Regions from separate parts of the Pan troglodytes genome. Here region 2 is linked to region 1. A link is a contact called in public Hi-C data. All regions are on one chromosome and are shown on one strand. The core of a region is the stretch at or near the end of the contact, and the rest is flanking DNA. Distances in the headings are between cores, read along the strand shown.

Region 1 (2,700 bases), core at 57-2,556:
TAACTAATCTCTCCCCATCCTCCCCTTCCCCCTGCCCTTCCCAGCCTCTGATAGTCACAATTCTACTTTCTATTTCACATAATAAAAGTTTTTAAAGAGGGGAATAATGGGGTGGGGGATCTGGAATATACATAAAAACTCAAAAATAGTTACAAATTTGTTGCCATCAAAATATAAAAAGAAAAAAATAGTTACATCTGCAAAATGGGATTGTGTGAGGAAGTTTTTACCTTTATACATTTCTACCTTCTGTATGTTTGGACTTTTACAATAAGTATGTGTTATTTTCTAGCATCTTTTAAAGTTTTTTTCTTAAAGGCATAAGTAATATCTAAAGTTATTTTTCATCCTTCTAATGCCGTCTACACAAAGATAATGATTTTTCTTGGATGGCCCCAATCTCTCTTCTGTAAGATCTTTCCCCATTTGTCATATCCATAACTCATAACCTCCTCACCCTTCACTGCTCTCCATTTTCTCTATAAAGTGAGCCCAGTCAGTACTTGTAGGCTTGTTAAGCATTACTTCTAATAAGAAAGACTAACTTGTAAAGCAAATGTGGAAATGTACTAATATAGCATCAAGCACAAAATAGCCATTCAATAACCGAACTATTTAATTCCTTTTTTTTCACACTTCATCCTTTCCCTAATTCCAGAAAGAACTTGAACTGGGTCATAACAAAGACAAATTTAGACAGACAGATAAAGATATCTCATAGGTAGAAATAAAACTGAGTAATTATAAACTAATCACAGGAGGCTCTGTTAGTCTGATGAATAGAAACACATGTGATAAAATCACAGAGAGGTAAAATAGAAAATGAAAATCAGGATCAAGAAAAGGGAAATAAAAATATGCTGGACATCATTCAATAACTATTTGCTGATGGTAATTATAGGGATGGAAAACCCATCAGGCCTATGGAGCTAAAATTAATCAGCAAGTATTCACAGAGTGCCTACTGCTTCTATTACTGGTTCTGGCTTCCTGCCTGCCCAGTGCAGAGGCTTGAGACATTTGCGTGACATTCAGCTTGTCAAGACAGAAGGAGCAAAATAAGCAGACAGAGGCTCACTGCAGCCGCCTATACCCATCATATTGTTGGAATCATAGTCAAGTGAGACAAACTCCTTCAGTGGAAGACGATAAAACTAGCTTAAAAGTTGTAAACATCACTTCATCACCCAAAAAAGGCCCAATTAAGTGGAGATACTATTTCTGCAAAGCAATCATCAATTCATTTGTGTAACATTTGAAATTTCAAAGTACAAACCCACATTCTATTAAAGGCAGGAAGTGAAACCAATAAAACTTGTAACAACTATACTTAATTTTCAGGGTTCTTTCCATTGCTGACAAACATTTTAAGTCATGTCTATTCTCTTAAAATGTAAAATATGATGTTTATGTCACTGTTAATATTTTGACAAAAAGCTATTGTCATGGACATCTGGGTTTTTTTTCTGCATGCCCAGAAATCCCTTTTCTCCTATTTAAATTTAAAATCTCCAATTATTTGGAGAAGCACCTCCTCTTCTCTCTCTTTCATTTGTACCCCATTCTTAGGTGTCAGTGGTGGGCACTTGAGCTAGGCTTTGCCCATCATAGTACACATTCCTGACATCCCTTGGTCATAGTTATTGGTCCAGGGATAAGCATTTGAACCAACTAGACCAGTGAAACCCCTCCCAGGAACAACTACTAAAATTATGGGAAAAGAACTCTTTCCACTGAAGTTACTAACCTGGCAGGATGTGTTAAATCCAGGTGCCACAGGCCACCAGGTGGAGAGGTGGAGATAATCTTTCCAGAAAAACAAAACAAAACAAAACAGGAAAATGAAGCTAAGGGATAAAATTTAAGCCCTTTGGACTTCATTTGAGCCCCTGAATCCAGTCACGCCTCCTGAAATTAAACTTCCCCTGGACTTTTCAGTGAATCAAAAAACTGTTTTTAACAGTGGGGTTTCTTATAAATGCACCAAAAAATGACCTAATGAATGTTGTCTACAAGCTTCCATTAGAAGTATTATCTTCAAGAGAAAAAAAAAAACAAATAACTTGAAGGAAACCTTTCATAATTCAAGTCAGTCCTGCTAACCTCTAGGAAACCCTCCGTGACCACCATCTCCATATCCACACCCATTTTCCTAACCTTAAACACCAGATGACTTCTTGAAGCTTATGAAGTGCCCTATGCATCTAACACATTTCTGTAAGTCTGCATTGTTCTATAATGACTTGTAACCGTATCTGTCTCCATTTCCTCCAGAGAAGAGATTATTGTTTTGATATCCCTGCAGCCTTATACTGGGGCCTAACATATAATAGTTGCTATTTTGTTGAAGGAATTGTATTTTGTTGAAGGAATTCTCTTTTGTTGAAGGAATGGAGAGAATATTAATTAAGAAAGTCTCTTCTATTAATAAACATTCCCTGATTGATTGAAACCATGCATAAAATAGCTAATCATCAGAAGACCAAAGTAAACAACATATCCAAACTGAATCCTCAAAGTGTTAGTCATTGGTAGCTGTATAGCTGAGAATCTTTCCTTCTTCTGGTCATTAGGGTTGAAAGGGTGGGTGAATGTGGAGACATGATTCTTTCTTTTGCAAAACATTTACTATTTTTTAAACTCCATAAAATGTAATAACTTATCTTGAAAAATGTTAAAACCCAAACAAAAAAACCTGTA
Region 2 (2,700 bases), core at 141-2,640, 410 kb before region 1:
ATGCTCATTCACTCAGTCAACCAACATAAGGGAACGATCTGATCAAGATGGTTCTACGTGGCTGGGTATGGCAGGGGAGCAGCTGCAGATGGGGCCAGGTTATGAAAAGTTAGCCAATGCCACAAGCTATAAAGTACTCCTCTTCCACTCCACTAAGCACTTTTTTGAGTATCTGTTATGTACCAGACACTGAGAAGACTCCAGCAATGGGAAGGCAAAGAGTCTGCCCTCCTGGAAGTTATATTCTAATGGAGAACATGCATTAAGCAAATAAACAAGATAATGACGGGTAGTGATTACTGTTATGAAGGAAATTCATAGAAACGCATAACAAGAGCTGCCATATTGGGGAAGGAGAATGTTGGGGGAAGGAGTTCTTTTAGATAGGGTGGTCATTGCCGGCCTCTCTAAGAGGAGACATCTATACTGAGATGAAAGAAGAGGAAGGGCCAGCCATGAGAAGTGTGCAGAGAAGACTATTCCATGCAGAGAGAACAGCAAGTGCAAAGGCAAAGGCTGGCCATGTTGGAGTGATGGAAGAGGGCTCAGGTTGGCTGGAATATGGAGAGCCAAGGGGGCATGGGTATACAATGAGATTGAAATCACATATGGATGTCTAGACCAGGGTGAAGTGTTGAGTTTTAAACAGGACTTGTATCAGCTCATCTTGGCTGCTGGGAGGAATGAGGATCGTGAAGGAGCTGGGAGGAGAAAAGCAGAGAGAGCCCTTAGGAGACAACTGTAGTCATCCAAACAAAGAGATAGGGAATGGAGCTAGTTAGTAGCAGATGAGATGGAGCACAGTGAATAAGACACATGATATGGAAAACCGAAGAGCCTGCTTATTTATTGGCTGTAATAGATGAGGAAAAGAGAAGACATAAACATGGCTCCTGGGTCTATTACGGCCATTTAGATTACTTTCAGCTGAGGCAAAGCAGATGCCCTTCCAGAATAATTTGCATTTTACAGTGAGCCCTGTGACTTTTTCCTTACAGAAAGAAAGTGGTCTGCAAATGGTTATAATACAGAGCTTAAGAGGCCAAAGTTGTCGTTTAACTGTGTGATCTTAGGCTCGACGCTGCCCCTCTCAGAGCCTCAGAACCACCTTGATTAACCTCCAAAATCCCTTGGAGGTAATGAGTTTTTCATTGGTGCAGAAATAGCCATTCCCTTGGTAGAAGTAGGATTGTAGAACTGAGAAGCTGAACCAAACACAACAATTGGTGGAGTGCGTTCCTCCCTCATTACCCTGTAATCTCCAAAGAACCTCCTCATAGGTGCTCTTCATATAGTTTATCTTTGCACCTTAATGTCAGCACAGCAGCAAGTCCATGGCAGGGAAGGGGCAGCCCAAAATACATCCACCAGAGGGCAGCATAGAGCTGTGCTTGCCCAGATCAGCCCCTGAGGTCATCAGCCTCTGCTGTGGGAGCGTCCAGATACCTGCTTCCGGAGAAGAGCAGAATTGGGGTCTGGAATCACTGCTGCTGAAGCAAACCTTTTGGCCAGGGTACTGAGAAGAGCATGAGAACGTCGTTGCTACAAACAGTGACAAACCCTAAATCCAACTGCAGCTTACACAGTCCAAAAAACAGATAAAATAGTATTTTTATCTTTAGCTGTCTTACATGGAGGGCTATGTACCTGGCACTGACAGATGAGTATACACATTATCTCACTTAAGCTTTACATCAACCCTATGTGCTGCATCCTGTTTTTTGTTCCTAGTTTACAGATGAGGAAACAAGTTACTGAAGATCAGTGATGGGGCAGTTTTCTCTAACTCTATAGAAGTCTGTTTCACTATAAAACCTCCTCCTCCAGGCTGTATACATCTGCTTGTTATTTTTCTAGAGTCCTGCTGGCTGCTCTGTGGATAGAAAGGAAGTATTACATAAGGATTATATAGGATTTGGCTCTTGCCCTTGAAGTACGTACACTTTCAGAATGGAGAGAACAACTTAGGTATCATACAAACAACTGTATATAATCCAGAGCTTCACGGCTTGGTAAAACTATGTTTTCACTACTCCCCAGTCTCAAGTGTTTTTCCACTGGTACTACACAATTGCTATAAACAAAGTCATTTTCGTGAGAAGTGGTGTGCTGTAGTCAAACATTCAATCATTAATTCATTTGCTCTCCAAATATTTAATGAATATTTCTTACTATGACAGACACTGGATATCACACAGAAACATACTTCATCCTTGCCCTTGAGGGGCTTATAATTTAGTTTGGTATGGTGAAAAATAGACAATAGCAAGTAAACCAATACATGTGGGATTATAATTATACATGCCATTAAAAGGGGCCAGTGGTTAGCTATTATCCCTAGTGACCTCAGCTCTTGGACCAATGATTTCCTGCTCTTGATTCCCGTGATCTCCTTCTCTATTGCAGCCACCGGACAACCCTGCCTGGAGCAGGTCTTCTCTTTTGTGACCTTGACCTTTCTGAATCGCCTCTGTGATTGCAATCTCATGGACACATGTCTCTCACACGCCTTTGGATTCCAGCCAGCCTTTCCTCCACCCTCAGTGTATAATCCCTCTTTCTGTATTCTCTTGTCTGCTCAGGACTCCATGGCAGGTCAATTCAGCCATACCCTTGTTCCTGCTCTAAAATCCCCTGACCTTCCATGATGCCCATCCTGACCAATCCTGAGTCTACCTAGCACTCTGCCCTCTCTTCCCC

Evidence for each region. A called contact is a pair of places that touch in the nucleus more often than the background predicts.
Region 2: a contact with region 1 is called in a Hi-C map of a lymphoblastoid cell line, with 2.9 times the contacts expected there. The contact joins two enhancer-like sites. A contact is called at or near these places in 3 of 7 Hi-C or Micro-C datasets (blood, a lymphoblastoid cell line and stem cell-derived neural progenitor cells) and 1 of 1 datasets of contacts at active chromatin or transcription factors (stem cell-derived excitatory neurons).

The regions. Positions count from the first base shown.
Region 1 is chr4:141,127,872-141,130,571 of NHGRI_mPanTro3-v2.0_pri, reverse strand. The region is part of intron 1 of NR3C1 (nuclear receptor subfamily 3 group C member 1); the gene reads left to right. Among named protein-coding and RNA genes, the nearest start is that of NR3C1, 21 kb to the left of the region's middle. Within about 2 kb of position 1,306, at least 2 of the 24 cell types and tissues checked have an H3K27ac peak or open chromatin away from gene starts, as enhancers often do. A contact at or near this core is called in a lymphoblastoid cell line, where this site is marked.
Region 2 is chr4:141,538,806-141,541,505 of NHGRI_mPanTro3-v2.0_pri, reverse strand. No RefSeq gene overlaps it. Among named protein-coding and RNA genes, the nearest start is that of KCTD16, 340 kb to the left of the region's middle. Within about 2 kb of position 1,390, at least 2 of the 24 cell types and tissues checked have an H3K27ac peak or open chromatin away from gene starts, as enhancers often do. A contact at or near this core is called in a lymphoblastoid cell line, where this site is marked.